4 separate regions of the Mus musculus genome follow, and regions 1, 2 and 3 are each linked to region 4. Evidence: chromatin contacts called from public promoter capture Hi-C data. All regions are on one chromosome and are shown on one strand. The core of a region is the stretch at or near the end of the contact, and the rest is flanking DNA. Distances in the headings are between cores, read along the strand shown. Region 1 holds the start of Dmkn (dermokine). Region 2 holds the start of Fxyd3 (FXYD domain-containing ion transport regulator 3). Region 3 holds the start of Haus5 (HAUS augmin-like complex, subunit 5). Region 4 holds the start of Mag (myelin-associated glycoprotein).

Region 1 (4,475 bases), core at 977-3,476, 150 kb before region 4:
ATATAAAGTATTTTGTTTATTTTTTACATCATTATCACCATCATCATTGTGTGTCTCTATCTCGCCTGTGTGTGTGCACCATGGTGCATGTGTGGAAGTCAGAGGACCACTTTTCAATCCTCCATGTGAGGTCAGAGGATCAAATTCAGATGGTTAGCCTTCGTGGCAAGTGCCTTTACCTGCTAAGCCATCTTGCCAACTCCTAAAATGTTTTCCTATAGCATTCTTTGTCATTGTTGTTTGTTTGAGATTGGGTCTTGTTATGTAGCCTGGGCTGGTCTTGAACTAGTGATTCTCCTGACTCAACTTTCTAAGTGCTGAGATGTGTTGCCACCATGTTGGGCTCTAATAATAGCCTAAAAGTAAGCTGGTATATAGGAAGTAAGTACCAACGGAGATGGGTCAGGGCAGGCTGCAGGACCAGGAAGTGAAGCCTGGCCAGATTAACCACGAAAGAGCTTTTAAGTCAGTGAGCACTGTCCTGAGTTCCTCTTCTACCCAACCCATGAGTGGGATCAGGGACTAGAGGCTCTGGTACTCAGCCTGGGGACCCAGATTTCCTCCTGCACCCTCTCTTCCTACATTGCTCCAGAGCAAAACCAAAATTAGTTCTATCTAGACAAGCCAGGGTTGGTGTGACACTCTGAAGTGACAGATAAGGCTCAGGCGCTTGGGCTCTGCCAGAGGTGGGCCTGGGCTCGGCTCTTAGTTCAGCTACAGGCAGTCTGTGTTCTCTGAGCCACAGTGTCTACATCTCTAAATGGGGATAATAAAGAGTCTTCTTTTAGGATTAGATGATTCTATGTGGAAGCTAGGAACCTGGGCATATAGAAAGCCTTTGACAAACTGGAGCTTGATGACAATAATAATGATGATGATGATAATATTGTTATTATTATTACTATTATTATTACCATCACTAAAACACCAGCAATGGAACAGCAGGGAGGTGGAAGTGGGGGACAGTCAGGAATGGTGTTTATATGCAGAGAAGTGTTAGATGTTACAAGTTGGGGTGCGGGTGTTGGGGTGGGGAGAGACTGACTGAGAGACGTTGAGAAAGGTAGATGGAAACTGGCCCCTCCTAACTAGGTGATGAAGCCCAGTGTTACAAGTCGGTTCCAAGTGGGAGGGCCTGGGGCTCCTGGGAACAGAGAAGCAGTCACACTTGTCGAACAGGGACAAGATATGGGGAGGATGCTTGGGTTTCCCCATTGGAACTGTGACCAGTGGTGAGGGCCACGAGTACCGGTGTGTGTGTGTGTGTGTGTGTGTGTGTGTGTGTGTGTGTGTGTGTGTGTGTGTGAGAGAGAGAGAGAGAGAGAGAGAGAGAGAGAGAGAGAGAGAGAGAGAGAGAGATATTTTGTACTGATCCCTCTTTCCTCACCAGGGCTGCCCTGGCCCCTGGAAGGCTTCGGGCAGTGAGCAAGCAGCAGTACAGTGGCTGTGAGCTCTTACAGGCACACATGTCTTTCCATGCAGGTAAACAGGATGGGTGTCTAGGTCAGCTTCTCCCTCCCCTGGTCTTCCCGCCTACTCTTGCCCTGGGGGTGACTGACCCTCCCAATTCCCCTGCTCCGCACCCTGGGCTCCTGAACTCTCAGTGCCTGAACCCTTCCTTGTCACTAACAGAGGTATGCCACTCCTTCAACACCAGGGTACCCAGAACCTCAGAACTTAACCACAGCCCTAGAATTCCCAGTGTCTGACTGCACTGTGGATGTGTGAGAGGACAGGCACCTGCAGGTAGAGGCATGCCAGGAGAAAGATGGGAGCTGGAAATGGTCACCTCTTTCCAGTCTTCGTGCCCCTGTGCATGCTGGCTTACCCGGGATGGGTCCTCTATCCTGTGGCTTTGCTCTCTTTATACCCTTGGGGTCTCACCTGTTTGTGAGCCCTGCTTCCTAAGTACCCCCACCCTGCCGCCTCCAAAAGACAACAACACCTATCTCCTTAGATGCTCCTGTCCCCACCCTGTGCCCCAAATTCCTGAGGTTAGGCAACTGGAACACTTTTGCATCCGTCTCATCTTATTCTTTCCCCTCCCTCCCGATGGCCTGCTCCGGAGAGCTCTCTCTGTTTCAACACAAGCTCTCGCTCACAATTAAGCTTCATTACCCTATCTGTGGATAGGCCCTGAGTCACTGGAGGAGGGATCTTAAGCGGCCCAGCCCTGTTACCTTTTCCCAACCTACAGTATAAGGGGTAGTGGCAAGAAGAAAGACTCTGGAAAGCAGGGAAGTCTGGGAACAGAGAGAGAAGGCTGTGGGTCCTGGGGAAGGAGAATAAGGAAGCAAGGAAGGAAAGGAAAAGGTCTCAGCCCAGAGGAAGAAAGAAGGGAACAAATAGACTGGGCTGCAGACATCCTCAGAGGAGAGAGGGAGCTGGGCAGAGATGAAGCTACAGGGCTCTCTGGCCTGCCTCCTGCTGGCCCTATGTCTGGGTGGTGGGGCAGCTAACCCGCTGCACAGTGGAGGGGAGGGCACAGGGGCAAGTGCTGCCCATGGAGCAGGAGATGCCATTAGCCATGGAATTGGAGAGGCTGTGGGCCAAGGGGCTAAAGAAGCAGCCAGCTCTGGAATCCAGAATGCCCTAGGCCAGGGGCACGGAGAGGAAGGTGGCTCCACATTGATGGGGAGCAGAGGCGATGTTTTTGAGCACCGGCTTGGGGAAGCAGCAAGATCTCTGGGGAACGCTGGGAATGAGATTGGCAGACAGGCTGAGGATATCATTCGCCAAGGGGTAGATGCTGTCCACAACGCTGGGTCCTGGGTGAGTGGCTGGGAAGCCGGGTGTGCGGACAGGGGGTGGGGGTGGCTGGGTCAAGAACCTGGAGATGGATCAGAGGGTGAAGAGATAGTTTCTATTGTTGTCATGAATCTTCTCTTTCCTGCATGGTCCCCCCTCCCCCTTCCTTCTCTCCCTGATGGTTCTGATTCCCTCTCTCATGGTTGTCAGACTAAGGACTGGTGTATTGTCTTTGCAGGGGACATCTGGAGGTCATGGCGCATATGGCTCTCAAGGTGGTGCTGGAGTCCAGGGCAATCCTGGTCCTCAAGGGACACCCTGGGCCTCAGGAGGCAACTATGGGACTAACTCTCTGGGTGGCTCTGTGGGTCAGGGTGGCAATGGCGGACCACTCAACTATGAAACCAATGCCCAGGTAAAGTCACTACCCAGACCCATCCCTCAACCCTGTTCTCTCCACCCCTCCTTATTTCTGGATCCTAAACTCGGTCTCTGGTCTCTGCCTCCATGCAGGGAGCTGTGGCTCAGCCTGGCTACGGGACAGTGAGAGGCAACAACCAGAACTCAGGGGTAAGAAGAAGTGTGCACGGGACACAGTGGCAGGGATGAATAGAAGGGGAGGAGGAAGGGGGGGAGAGTGGAGGTCACAAGCCAGGGAAGAGGGAGGGAACTGGAAAGGGGCAAGAAAGCCAAGCCACAGGCAGCAAGAGAAGCCTGGCCTGTGGAGGTCGTTTTGACATCTCGTCCCTCATGACATCCCCTTCCATCCACAGTGTACCAACCCCCCACCTTCTGGCTCCCATGAAAGCTTCAGTAACTCTGGGGTAAGAGGAGTGCTGTCTCTGGTTTGGCTCTGGGAAGGCGGGATACAATGCTTTCTGAGGGTGGGGGTGAGGGTGGGGGAAGCTATGCAGGGCCCTGTAAGGGGACAAGGAAGACAATTGTGGAGTCTCTGTCCTTAGATATTGCTCTGTTCTTCTGGCCCTTAGGGAAGCAGCAATGATGGCAGTCGTGGTAGCCAAGGCAGTCATGGCAGTAATGGTCAGGGCAGCAGCGGTAGAGGCGGTGGCCAAGGCAACAGCGACAACAATGGCAGCAGTAGCAGTAGCAGCGGCAGCAACAGTGGCAACAGCAACAGTGGCAACAGCGGCAACAGCAACAGTGGCAACAGCGGCAACAGCGGTTCTGGGTCCCGGGTAAGTTTCTTTCTTAGAATGGGATCACAGTTCCGGTGGTGGGGACACTGGCACTGAGGTTTCCCTTAAAGCTGTCACAGCCCTCGAGTGGATGGCTTCAGTGACAGTGGTCATCCGCAACTCCTTCAGCCCCCCGCCCCCGACTTTCCCCGCCCTAATTACAGGGCTCCTTACGCAGGGGCACCGACTGTGCACACTGCCATGGTGGGAAAGCTCTGGCCCGGACCTAACCTTTACTGCTTGCTGAGCAGAGCCGAGGTGGAGGGGAGGGAAGAAGGCAGGTGGGCATAGGATAATATTGTAATCTCCAGCACAGGGGAAGCCGAAGCAGGAGGATTGCTATGAATATGAGGGCAGCCAGAGCTACATAGCTATGTCTTAAACAAAGCAAATAAGAAAACCCCCACTCGTTTGGGGTGCTTCCAGGAGAATAGGGGAAGGTTGTTATCATGGAGACTTAAGGATAGCTGCGGTGTAGACAATGCTAGTAACTAACTGTGCACGCGTGAGGTTCCCATGTGATGAGTGAGA
Region 2 (4,425 bases), core at 1,473-3,972, 160 kb after region 4:
CTGCCTCAGGTCTCCAAGGGCTAGGATTATAGGTGTGCACCATCAAATCCAGCTTGTTAGCCCCATCTTACAGATGGGAAAACTGAGGCTCTGATACAAGAAAGTTGATGCCCTGGATGACTTGATCCAGAAAGCAGAATTTAAACAATGCCTCTTTCCCAACTAGCTGTTCATAACTCAGAACTGTGAGGGCCCCGGGGTGTTTTGGGGAAGAGGGTGCCAGGAGCCAGGTGGCAGGAGGCCCGGGTTCTGGGAGTGGCTCGCACAGACAGCTTGGAGCCTGCCAGGCTCTGCCCACACACTGCAGGCTTCTAGCTGAGGCCTGAGCTGACCCCCTGGGCTGCTGGGTGCGTGTATGAGGGAAATAATGTCAAGCTGGTGGGATATGTCCAGAGGGACCTCTGTCTTCTGCCCCACCCCTGGGTCTGTCCCTTGAGACCCCACTGAGCGTTCTCTGCAGTCCCAACTCTACTCCAGTTATTGCCCCCTACCCTAGCCCTCACTCTGCTCAGCCCCTGCTTACTCCTCCCCCCAGCCCTCTTGACAGCAAACACTACAGGTTCTCCAGTGAGGCTTAGCACAGAGCCCTTTCCATACAGCCCTGGCTGTGACCATCTGTCTTTCTATCACCCTGGAGGCCTGTAATAAAAGTCCTGCTGCCTGTGAACCTCCCCTGCTTGCCCTGCTCAACTGTCCTGAGCTCGTAAGCACGTGTACACACACATACACACACACACACACACACACACACACACACACACAAACACTCATCCCGGCTCCCCACCTGCTGGACACTGTCCAGTGACTTTACAGTGACTCCTCTCTTTAATCCCCAGCAGCCCCAATGTCACCCTTCAGAACTAACCTTTTTTCATTCACACCAAAGCACATACTTGGGAATGGAGCCACCAGTCACCGATGGTGCAGGGGAGTCCCACATGCTCACACAGACGTTGCCATTTCTCTGGGACCAATCCCAGAGGCCGAGAAATCCTTCAGCTTCTTTAGTAATCTAAATCAATGCTACAGGTTTGCCATTCAAGTAACTAGGGAAGCCGAGGCAGGAGAAATTCTACTTCCAAGCCAGCCTGGGATACGACTAAGTGCAAGGACAGACTGAACAATTTAGTGAGATATTGTCACAAAATAAAAAGTTTTTTTTTTTTTTTAAAAAAAAGGATATAAGATACAGCTCAGTGGTAGAGCCCCTGCCTAGAATCCCCCAGTGAAGGGCTGGAGGTGTGGCTCAGTGGTAGAGTACCTGCTTAGAATCCCCCTATGAGAGGCTGGGGGCGTGGCTCAGTGGTAGAGCCCCTGCCTAGAATCCCCCTGTGAGAGGCTGGGGGCGTGGCTCAGTGGTAGAGCCACTGCTTAGAATCCCTCAGAGAGGGGCTAGCAATGGAGGCTTGCTTAGCCTGCTCTTCAGGCCCTGGACTTAATTAACACTTATCACTCACACACACACACACACACACACACACACACACACACACACACATACCATGCACACACATACCCTGGACCCATTTGTTTAGATTAGACATATATTTCTTGTAGTTGATTTGGGGACTATTTCTCAGATGTCTAGGGCCCCAGCAAGCTTTGGGGAGCTCCAGTAGTGGTTAGGGGTCTCAGCTATGGATGCTTGTGGTCTAAGGCTGCCCCCTGATACTCTGTCACACATGCATGGGTTGCAGCTGAGTGCCCAGCCTATGCGGCCATTTTTCTCAGTTCCAGCCTGACTCCCTCATACTGTCTTTTCAGCTTGATGAAGCTGACACTGTTCTTATCCCACACAGCCATCACATGGGAATTCATCCTAACGCTGTGTGCTCTATCAATATGGCTGCTGAATCTCACCTCTTACACTTCTCTCTCCAGACTCTTCCAAGACCCCAAAGGACCACAATCTCTGAGTGAACCAGAGTGGGAGCCAGCACAGAGAGAACCAGCCTTGCTGGGACACTAAGCACCCCTCATCTGCTTCCTGCCTGTGCTAGTCAGAGGGCAGCTTCCGTGTTTTCCCCTACTCCAGGACGGTGGATGGTCATATCTGCAGGGTAGGATGCATACACCCTTGTCATCTGAGTCCCCATCTCCTAACCAAGTCCCGCTTTACAGCTTCCCTGGATCAGACTTCTCTCTCCTGGTGTTCATCTATCTTCCTTGTGCCCTAATAATACCTGGCCGCTCAGACACACACCTCCATCTGCTTCCTCCCCCCAGGGCACTTAAATTACTCTTCATCTACTTAGTTACCCCTAGACACCCCTCTACTCTCATCCACTGAGAAACCCTCAATCACGATATTACGATGTAGTCACTTCCTGTACACCCTGACACCTCAGATACCTCAGGTAAACCCAGACTTCTCATCTTCTCAGACCTCCCCCAGGCTTCCCCAATCCGTCTATGAATATCAGGTGAGTCCCCCCAGTTGTATAATCCAGTCCCACAGAGGTGAGCCATCTGGGACAATCAGCTGACAGAGGCGGGTAGTCTCCTGTCCCCATAAAAGAATCTTTAAGCAGGAAAGTTTTAGGGGTCTTTAACCCCAGTTTCTATGTAATAGGTGCAGTTAGAGGAGAGTTAGAGAGAGTGGGGGAGCAGAGGCTCAGGGAGGAAGGGGCCCCCAAGGCCACTCACCTGAGTAGCTCAACAGGCTGAGAGGTGGTTCCGGGAGAAAGCAGAGTATGGACTTGCCAAGCCGGGACAGCCTTTATCCACACTGCCACGCCCTGAGCAAACCTGGGCAGGCAGGCACAAGTCAGGTCTCCCTGAGGCGAGGGACGCCCCCACTCCATTCCTCCCTTAAAGAGACAGTTCTACTCATTCTTTAACTATAGTAGCCTCAGGTAAAGTGGAAGGGGACCAGGGTGGGCTGAGGATTGGAGGGAAGAGGGTGTGTCTGATCTCCCAAACATCAAAGGAGACTGGGAACGGGGAAGATTCTGGGGTCCTTAATGACAGACGCCCATCATCCTGGAACGATGTGGGAGAACGTGGAACATACATGTAATCTGTTTCTGATTTAGGTTGTAGTGGGGGTGGGGCTTTTTCTTTATTTGTTTGAGACAAGCTCTCACTATGTAGCTCTGGCTGGCCTGGGAACTCACACTACAGACCAGGCTGGACTTGATCTTGTTGAGAGTCACCCATCTCTGTCTCGCAGGCTGGGATTTAAGGCATGCACCACCAGTTGTTGTTTTGTTTGGGGATGCACCCACTGGCATTTGTAGGGAACTAAAGCCCACTCTCCATTCTGCATTCTTTGTTGGCAGGGGTTAATAAAAGACACTGACAAGGCCAAAGTTGTAATAGGAAGAAGGCACTCAAGTGGTGGGTAGAAGTTGGGGAAGGTCTGGTTCTTGGGGTTCATAGACCAGGCCCCAGAAGACTGAAAACCGAACTGACTTTCAACGTTTCTCTCAGAGATGAGGAGATGTCGGGTGGACGTTCAATCTACGGAGTGGGTGTGGGCATGGATGTGGATGTCAAAGTTGTCTTCCTCTACTGCAGATGAGTTCCCTGTACTCTACAAGCCCCCACCCTTCCCTGCCCCCTGTCCAAATGGCACTCCTTCCGCCTGGGGTCTGTAAGGCTCCCACATGGTCCCTGCTGGAGGTGCCCCCTCCCCCAAAATTCTTCCTCCTTACACAGAAGAACTTTTGTCCGGGGTCTGGATGGAGAACAAGGCACCATTGAGTGGCTGGCAGAGGATTGGGGTCACCGGGAGGGGCAGGGCCAGGAAAGGGGTGGCTTCTATTCGGCCACCAGCTGGACTCCAGACGACCCCCAACACTATGGTGAAGGCGGTAGGGTGGAGACCCAGAGGCACCAGGCTTGGGAGAGGTTGCTGTTGTGGGTGTGGAGAGGAAAGTTTAAGGGAACTTAGGGCCAAGGGTCTGTGGGGCAAGGAAAAGGACTCCCCACTTCTCGCCAAGGCCTCCCTCCCTGATGTAGCTCACTTAACTATGATAGTCTGTGTTCCCTGTTGGTAGCTCCTGATCTTCAGGCCCTAGCCAGGACAAGGCATCCTGCCTCCCATAAAGGAGCGGAGCCCTCCCTCAGGGCAGTACCAAAGCAAGAAGCACAGCTAGAGATACAAACAGAGGAAGGACAGGCCTGGCAGTGGTCTGGCCTGGGATGGAGGGAAGAGACTTCCAGGTCCCCTTAGGGCATCTTTGTACCTAGCCACATCTTCCAGAAGCTCGACTGCCTCTGGGGAAAACATCTAAAACCCTTGGTGGTCCTAAGAGTAGGAGAGTGTCTCCCTCTGCTGGACATCATAGAACTACATGCATCAGAGAGCAGGAGCTAGGTGGGGTGGGAGTGGGAAAGCTTGGGTTTCTGTCCTTCATCCCTCCTGGGTGTGCACCCAGATGCTAGAGGGACCAGGTGAGAATCGCGAGCAGATTGTGAGGC
Region 3 (4,047 bases), core at 33-2,532, 250 kb before region 4:
GATAAAGAAATAATAGTTTTGTTTTGTTTTTTTGGTTTTTTGAGACAGGGTTTCTCTGTATAGCCCTGGCTGTCCTGGAACTCACTTTGTAGACCAGGCTGGCCTCGAACTCAGAAATCCGCCTGCCTCTGCCTCCCGAGTGCTGGGAAGAAATATAGTTTTTAGCTTAATATTTTGTTTTGTTTTGTTTTTGTCTTTTCAAGACAGGGTTTCTCTGTGTAGCCGAACTCAGAAATTCACCTGCCTCTGCCTATCAAGTGCTAGGATTAAAGGGGTGCGTCACCACGCCCGGCTTAGTTTTTAGCTTAATTAATGTATACCAAAGTTATTTGCAGAGCTTGCTTCCCCTATCTCTGTCTCCTGCTGCAAGCTGTCTGCAGCAGCCACTCTCTATCTTCAGCTGTCTCCTGCTGCTTAAAGAATCTTCCCTTTCTCCAGGCAGTGGTGGCGCATGTCTTTAATCCCAGCACTTGGGAGGCAGAAGCAGGTGGATTTCTGAGTTCTAGGCCAGCCTGATCTACAGAGTGAGTTCCAGGACAGCCAGGGATACACAGAGAAACCCTGTCTTGAGAAACTCAAAAAAAAAAAAAAAAAAAAAAAAAAAAAAGAAAGAAAGAAAGATTCTTCTCTTTCCCTGCCAGTGTAAACAAATTCAAGACCACCCGGCCCCTTCCCTATCTGCAGGGACAGACTAGTGGTCATAAAGACCACAGCTGCCAGAAATGACCATCCTTGAGAAAACCTCCCTAGCCCTCCTCAGCCTGAATTCTGAGGAAAACTACAAGCTGCTTTGACCTTGCTGATTGCTGACAAAGTTTTCTGCCAAATTAAAATTATACTGTTGCTTTATTAGCCAATAATAAAATAGCTGTGTGAGCCCTTTCACAAAAAGTATAAATTAGCTGTATTTAGACAATCGGGGTTGACTCTCCCTGCGAGGCTGAGCAACCTCATGTGCGTCGGATTAAAAACCTCTTGTTATTACAGCGTCTATGATCAAGCTGTGTTTCTGGGGGTCGCGTTCTCTACACCTGGGCCCCGGGGGTCTAACAGGGCGGTGATCTTACTCCTCGAGGCTAATTCCAGGATGGGGAGACCTTACTCCAGAAGCAGCCTCACCTACGCAGCGTCGACTCCCGGGGGCGAGCTGCTAGGGGCACCTCCATCTCTTCAGCAGCCCAGCGACTCAGTTCCCGCTCTTTCTGCGTTAGTTCCATGGCTGTCACAGAGCTCAGCTGCAGTCGCAGCTTCCCGCACTCTCTTTAAGTATGGCGCCCATCTATGACGTCAGGAGCGCGACGCTGAGATGTCACCGGTTGCCAAGCAGACAGCAGGTCCCGGCTGACGGGTCTCTCTGTACCGGGCCGCTACCCGTAGCGGCTCTTGGCGCTCTAGTGTATGTAGGTTAGTAAATGAAAATGAAAAGGATGGGGTGAAATTCAGACACCCGCTTATCCACCTTTGTTCTTTCACTCACTGTAAGAGGCAGAAGGTTCTAAAAGCTTCACTCTACCTGGGGAAAAAAAGGGGGCGGCGGGTGGGAACGTGCAAGAAATTTCCTTTTCCCAAACTCGGGCTTTTAGACAAAACCCATCATTCTCTCAGGGACTTAAGAAAATCGTTTTTACTTGCTAAAAGTGGTCATTCTCCTCGTCTTTGGCAGAAGGGACATAGAACTCTTCCATTAATCTATGCCTTTGGTGGCGTCTATTGGCATATCGAGGTCTATGCTAGCTTCTAGGTTCCTTCAGGCCCTTCTCACAACAACCTCTTACAGAGTCATCCTGCCTGCCTGGCATACCCCGCCCCTACACCGAATCTCTCTAGCCCCCGAGCTTTGCCCACTTCAGATTCTCATAACTCAGCCATTTTGGCCACTCCCCTCTTTATTCCCAAGCACCCTCGGGGTCCTCTTGGAACCCTCTCTCCAAGTCTTCTCTTCTTAGCTCGCCCCCGCCCCACTCCCCACCTCTCCTCTCGTGGCCCCATCTATTTTGCTGGTTATATTCAGTCTGAACTCTTCCAGATGCCTCTGGCTGTACTCTTCTTCATGTCTACAGTAAAATCCTTCTCACCCATACTTAGGAGCATTCTTGTCCTGTTGTGGGTTGCCCTGGCGCCATTTGTATTTTGATGTTTATTCTGCTTCATCAAGAGGAGCTGTCCTCTACAATGAGCAGAGCGCATACTCAGGTGATCTCACTGGGCCTTCTTCCCAGTCTCAGAGAGGGAGGAGAGAGACATGGCCTGGAGAAGCCGCAAGTAGCAAGAAGTCTCATAGTTGGCAACTAGATTAGTACAGTGATAGATCTGCCCAATCTAGGCATATAGCTTATAACTATAACTGAGTTGTGTGTTTTTTATACGGGCTTATTGGGGTGAGAAATTACCGCAACATTGTCCTGATTTTCATTCAATGAGAAACAAATGAGAGACAATGGACTTAATGCTCATTTTATTAATTTTTAATTTAGCTAACTTTTCTATATATTTTAAGATATGTTAGATCTTATTTTGTGAGTATATGTTTTTTTGCCTGCATGCAGTACGGTAATTCCCCAAATTAATCTGCAAGCTCCACCTGCTCAGGAACCAGATAACTTCCTGGAATGCAGGAATTTAATTTTTAAAAAAGATTTATTTATTATTATATGTAAGTACACTGTAGCTGTCTTCAGACACACCAGAAGAGGGCATCGGATCCAATTACAGATGGTTGTGAGCCACCATGTGGTTGCTGGGAATTGAAGTCAGGACCTTTCAGAAGAGCAGTCAGTGCTCTTAACCACTGAGCCATCTCTCTAGCCCCCGTCTTATCTTAAAAATCCAGGTTTATAGAATTTTACTAAGATAAAAACTGCACCTCCATGCACGTATGTACAGCAATGTACCTTTCAGACAGCCACACTCGTAACATAAAAACCCACTTGCAATTAATTTTAGAAAGATTAAATGGTTTACACTATTAGAACTTGATTTTGCCTTCTGAAAATTATGATTATGCTCTATGTCTTTGCTCTTTAAAAAATACTTAATTTTGATATTGCAAAGACACAATTGAGAGATTTCAAACTTCCTTTAAAAAGTTTTAGAGGCTTACAACATTAAAAAAGGTTAAACATTACTGGCTTAGAGATGTCTCTCCTTGCCTAAGGTCTATTTAGGCTGACAGATGATTTAAGAATATATGTCTATCTTTGCTTTTGCTAGCATTATGAAACTAGTTTTTTAATAAACTGAGTCATATGGGAAACTGTTATGTTCTACAATGACACACCATATATAGGTCAGAAACGTTCCCAGTCTCTTTATGGATTAAAAAGCTTTGTTTTGACACTAAGAGAAGTCCAGTTTAAAATCCTTATTTTAAATCTAAACGTAAAAGAAAAAAATCTAAACATAACAGCTATAATATGTGAAGTTCTAATCTTATGAAGCTTACTAAATTACTGTAAACTATTGAGGATAATTAAAAAATGCAAGTTAATATAATCAAATTCTTCAATATCTTCAGAAGTATATTTATAGTCATGATAAACACTAAAAGCAGAGAAGGATGGTTTAACTCAGGTATGTTTGGTAGGTACCAGCTATAATCTGTTAGAGATCTTTTGAATATGTCATTTAAGATGTTTAAACTTATTATGACTGACAGAGACTCCCAGATCCTAGCAGTGACACCCCCTGCCAAGGTTTCCAAGAAGATAATGGGCACAGGGGTTTGGTGTATAAAGGACTCCATCTGGGTTGTGGTAATGCTAACCACTGGGCAAGACTGCCCCACTGCTAGGGCTCAGCCCTTTTGGACAAGCAAGACATGGAAGAATTGATTATCCTACTTTGCCTAGATAAGGTGAGGTCAGTCTCTCCCATGTTCTCCTCCTCAGAGAAGCCTCTCATCTTTGGGCCTAATGTCCAATGACTGCCTCTGTTCCCAGAGCCATGCAGACAGTCTGAGACGACTGGCTAGGGAATGGACTATGGACTAGTCTCTGTCTTTTTAATGGATACATAGGTTATATAGACTATAATTTATCCTTCTCAGTT
Region 4 (4,419 bases), core at 1,072-3,571:
GTCCAGAGGGTGCATAGCTTGCCTAAGGTCAAATAGCTGGTCTACAGACTTAGCAGCCAAGCTGTGCTGTCGCTGCATGGTTGGGGCAGGTTAGTAGTGATCTAAGTAAGCATTCCTGCTTCTCCGTCCCTCAGAGAGTGCTAGGCAAAGGCAGAAGCAGCTCTCCTCCTGAGATAAGAATCGGTTAGTTGGATAAGGAAAGCAGTGGTATCTCACCACTCACCTTAGTCTCCCTGAGTTGGGGATGTCTCCTGATTCCACTTGAAGTGGCCTTTCAACCTAGAACATAAGTCAGTCAGGGGTTATGGGGTGAAAGCCCACCACCCTGCTCTTCCATGTATACTATGGGCGGTGTCCGTGTTGTAAGGGCATCCCCACAGTCTCTGGTACCCGTGGATACCCAGGATGCTCCCACACAGCTTCAAAGATACTGTACCACCACAACACCCCACGCCCCAGCTGGGGCGTGGGAGTGCCATGGGGAAGGAAGGGAATGGTAGCTCTAAGATGAGGGGAACAGAAAGTGGTGAGTCCATGAGCAGATGAGGCCTGGGGGTGGCAGGCAGGCAAGGACCCAGCCCCATCAATGACTGGGTTTCACAACATCAGCATTCCCAGCATGCCGTGTGAATTCCTGCCGCCCTCTCCCACCCGCAGCAGGCTCAGGGTGTCCCCACCCTCACCAGAGGCCAGTAGCCAATACAAAAGAGCCCTGTTCCTTTGGGGGTGTGGGTGCCCCATCCTAGAGACCTCCTAGGGGTAGGTGGAGTGTGAGTGAGATTGGTTGCTCCTGACTGGGGTCTGCAAGGGGCCAGGAGAAGCCAGAGGCGATGGCCCCTTGGCCCCCGCTGCCCTGTGGGTCGATCTGGACTAGAGCCAGGATTTTGAAGTAGCTGCTTTTCCCGGCCTTGGCTGCCCTCTTCCCACAGATGCAGACGCATGCCCAGAAACATGCAAACGCTAGTAGGAAATGTGACAGCCAGCAAGAGCAGACTTACAGAACAGAGATTTGGAGACCCATGAGGACACACCCCTACCCTGAGACCCCTGTGTCTACAGAGAAGCATCCTGGTTCAGGCCATGCGGAGACCACCTGACTGTCCTCAGTCTTGGACATGCACACCTGGGTAGTCATGGCTCTGGATTTCCTGCTCGCAAGTGTGCAAGTCACAAGAACCTGCGCACACAGAGAGCTCTACCCAGACACATCTGTGGGCACAGGGCAGCTGTGGGCCTAGCATCTGTGACTGGAAGCAACGGGAGATACCCAGAGGTAAGGACCAATCAACTCAGCACAAGCAGATGGGTGATACAGTCATGCACAGGGTGCATTCTCCTCTGGGGCAAATTCTGATCTTGCGATGTGGGCCTAAGCAATCTCAGCTAGGACAACGGGAAAAAAAGCCCTCTAAAGAGCCACAAGGCAATTATCTGCAAGACAAACAGATCCCACATCCATCATGTTAGCTTTCCATTGGAGAATCCGGGAGCAGTGACTGCATACTTGTCGCCCCCAAACTTGGGAAGGGAGGGAAGGAGGATCAAGAGTTCAAAATCAGCCTTGGTTACATTAACAAGTTGGAGGTTAGTCTGAGCTATGAGTGGCCCTACTTCAACAAACACAAACAAATCCAACGAAGGGGTGGAGATAGGGAAAAACACACCTACCAAGTCTCTTCAGGGAACTGCAATGAGGAGCTGAGGAACGCTAACACAGAAGGCTGCACAGGGGAGGAGGACACACACACTGTCACCCTCACTGTGTGCCCAGGTGTTCACAGCCTGCTGGCCTCATCCACATCCATGTGGTGGATCCCCGTGTCCGATGGCTCTGTACCACCCCTTCTCCCCCAATCCAGATCACTGTTCCATCTCTCCCAATTTTGCAAACCCCAGGGGAGCTGGCCTTGCAGAAGTTCCCACCATTGATGAGGTAGGTCCAGGAATGAGGTCCCCTTGTCCTTTCTTTCTGTCACTTCTCAAGGCCTCATTGCTATCTCTGATTCCCCCCCCCCCCCACTGCCTCCACTAAGATCTTTGGTTGGTTTGGAAGCCCATTCCAAAGCAATACCCTGCCCTGTTCGAAGCAAGTGGCCCTCCGGTTCACGGTGGCCCTCCTCTGCTTGCTGGCATACCTGGCCTTGCACATGCCCTGATGTCCAGCGCCCCCGACCCCCTGGGGGTCTTTCACCCTAGCCCTCTCTGCCTCAGTACTCACTTGGACGATCTGACTTCTGCACCTTCTGCTCGGCTGGCCGGGCTTACAGTCCCTTGGGCTCCCAGGGTCTAGGCCCCCACTTGCCAGCCCCTCCTCTGCCCCCTGGGTGCCAGGGGCCGCCTGCCTCCAGGGCCCAGCTCCTCCCTGCCCCCGGGGGAGGGGGGCACAAAGGGGCCCTTGTCACCATCGGGCTAGGGCTGGGACTGGGCAGCTTGATTCCTGGGTCCTACTAGCTCCTTCCTAGAAAAGATGGGGGTCTGCCTTGCTCCTCCCTTCCTCCATTAATATACACCCCAATTTGGGAGTTGAGGAGGGAGGAGTGGCCTCATCTTTCTGAAAGCTCCAGGCTAAAAGGTGGAACCTGTTGTCTTGGAGGAATTAATTGGTGGCAACACTGTGACCTTGGTCCCAAGAGATAGGTAGAGACTGGTTGTCAGGAAGAGGAAACACACCCTCTCCTAGTTCTGCTCCAAAGTCACCTCCACCTTGCTGAGAATCACTGCCCCCCCCCCCAAATGCTTTCCTTCCTGGTCTGTTTTCTCTTTAACACTTCTTGTCCTCTGAGATGACATTAGCTGCTGTCTCCTTGAGATCACGACCTTCCCTTGGTAAGGACAGGGACGCTGTCTATTGTTCTGAGTCTGTCTCCACCTGTTAAGCAGAAAATAAGTGCTCATGTCTATTCTTCTAATGCCCTGTGGCACCTTGGCACTCAGAGATGTCATTCTTAACTCTCATTCCTGGAAAGCTGTCCTCACACCATCCTGCCGACCCCAGCCTGCTCTTCCAGAAGCATAGCACTTAACACTGGAGCCAGCGGTTCCCCCTCTTTTAAAAAAAATACATTTATTGATTTACTTCTTTTAGATTTATTTGTGCTATGTGTATGGGTGTTTTGCCTGCATGCTTGTCTGTGCACCACTTTCGGATGCTCATGGAGGCCAGACAAGGGCATCAGATCCCCTGGATCTGGAGTTACAGAGGGTTGTGAGCCACCATGTAAGTGCTGGGACTTGAACCCAGGTCCTGTGAGAGAGCAGTCAGTGCTTTTACTTACTGAGCCATCTCTCCAGCTCCTTCTTTTTTTCTCATTTGCCCTCTCCCTTCCTTCCTTCCTTCCTTCCTTCCTTCCTTCCTTCCTTCCTTCCTTCCTTCCTTCCTTCTTTCCTTCCTTCCTTCCTTCCTCCCTTCCTCTCTCTCTCCTCTTCCTCTCCCTCTCTCTGTCTCTCTCTGTCTCTGTCTCTCTCTCCCCCCTCTCCCTCTCTTCCTCTCCCTCTCTTCCTCTCCCTCTCTCTGTCTCTCTGTCTCTCTCTCTCTCTCTCTCTTCCTCTCCCTCTCTCTGTCTCTCTGTCTCTCTCTGTCTCTCTCTTTCTGTCTATGTGTGACTTTGCAAATGTACCTTAGTTCTTTTCTTTCACCTTGAACGTCCCAGGGATCTAACTCAGTCATCAGGCTTGGCATTGATACTGTTACTCACTGAGCCATCTTGCTGGCCCACTCCATGCCCCCTCCCCTCTTTTTAATTTGTTCTGTGACTCTCTTCAGACTGACCTCCAGCTCACTATGCAGCTCAGGCTAGCCTTGACTACAGCATGCCTAAGTCTCCAAAGGGCTAATATTATAGATGCGTGCCACCACGTGTGGTCCCTGCCCTTCCATTTAGAAACAGTCCTTTCTTTCTATAGAACTCAACATGACTGAAGCTGGCCACCCTGCTCTTGGGGATCCTGTCTTGTCCCTGCCTAATATTACATCTAGCTTGGAGCTCTGAGAGAGTGCTTCCCACAGAAGCCTGCCTAGGTATTTGCTTGGGATCTTTAAAGCTAGGTTTTGTGTGCACGGGGCCACGGTGGTTTTCTGAGCTGAGTGAGGACTCTCTGGGTGGAATCCAGGCACGGGCTTTGCAAGGTGGACAGGGTGTTTGTTAGAGGTGAAACTGAGCAGTTTCATGGCCCTGCAGAGGCCAAAGCAGAGGTTGGGGGTCGGGGAGTCTTTTATTCCAGGAGTGAGGGCAGGGAAATCCCTTAGACCGGGGAGTGGATCAGGCGTCAGGAAGACTGGGGCTGGGGAGCAGTGACACCCCCCACCTCAGGCTTCATGATGTCAGACTCTGCCCGTGCCTTTCCCAGTCTGAGACAATGGTCCATTGAAAGTGGGGTGGGGCTTGAAAGCCTGGGTTCCGGAGAAGAGAGGGACCTGGT

Evidence for each region. Capture Hi-C pulls out chosen DNA fragments and counts their contacts.
Region 1: a contact with region 4 is called in a promoter capture Hi-C map of adipose tissue. The contact joins the promoter of Dmkn here to the promoter of Mag in region 4. A contact is called at or near these places in 11 of 39 promoter capture datasets (the C10 cell line, the HPC-7 cell line, cranial neural crest and 7 more), 1 of 15 datasets of contacts at CTCF or cohesin (pro-B cells), 3 of 484 Hi-C or Micro-C datasets (bone marrow-derived macrophages, nephron progenitors and pre-megakaryocyte-erythroid progenitors) and 4 of 9 other capture datasets (adipose tissue, embryonic stem cells, liver and 1 more).
Region 2: a contact with region 4 is called in a promoter capture Hi-C map of adipose tissue. The contact joins the promoter of Fxyd3 here to the promoter of Mag in region 4. A contact is called at or near these places in 5 of 39 promoter capture datasets (the C10 cell line, the HPC-7 cell line, cranial neural crest and 2 more), 1 of 484 Hi-C or Micro-C datasets (bone marrow-derived macrophages), 2 of 115 datasets of contacts at active chromatin or transcription factors (effector CD8 T cells and epiblast stem cells) and 3 of 9 other capture datasets (adipose tissue, liver and macrophages).
Region 3: a contact with region 4 is called in a promoter capture Hi-C map of pancreatic islet, with 4 times the contacts expected there. The contact joins the promoter of Haus5 here to the promoter of Mag in region 4. A contact is called at or near these places in 10 of 39 promoter capture datasets (the C10 cell line, the HPC-7 cell line, cranial neural crest and 7 more), 1 of 15 datasets of contacts at CTCF or cohesin (large pre-B cells), 2 of 484 Hi-C or Micro-C datasets (B cells and bone marrow-derived macrophages), 4 of 115 datasets of contacts at active chromatin or transcription factors (bone marrow-derived macrophages, embryonic basal ganglia, forebrain and 1 more) and 4 of 9 other capture datasets (adipose tissue, liver, macrophages and 1 more).

What each region holds. Positions count from the first base shown.
Region 1 is chr7:30,761,530-30,766,004 of GRCm38.p6, forward strand. It overlaps Dmkn (dermokine), which reads left to right and starts at 2,227. Exons shown (of 20, transcript NM_001166173.1): 1 at 2,227-2,772; 2 at 2,987-3,163; 3 at 3,262-3,318; 4 at 3,522-3,572; 5 at 3,738-3,944. The coding sequence starts at 2,395.
Region 2 is chr7:31,073,975-31,078,399 of GRCm38.p6, forward strand. Fxyd3 (FXYD domain-containing ion transport regulator 3) reads right to left here and starts at 2,723. Exons shown (of 8, transcript NM_008557.2): 1 at 2,647-2,723.
Region 3 is chr7:30,663,712-30,667,758 of GRCm38.p6, forward strand. It overlaps Haus5 (HAUS augmin-like complex, subunit 5), which reads right to left and starts at 1,283. Exons shown (of 19, transcript NM_027999.1): 1 at 1,120-1,283. The coding sequence starts at 1,217.
Region 4 is chr7:30,912,601-30,917,019 of GRCm38.p6, forward strand. It overlaps Mag (myelin-associated glycoprotein), which reads right to left and starts at 2,322. Exons shown (of 11, transcript NM_001346085.1): 1 at 2,219-2,322; 2 at 224-279.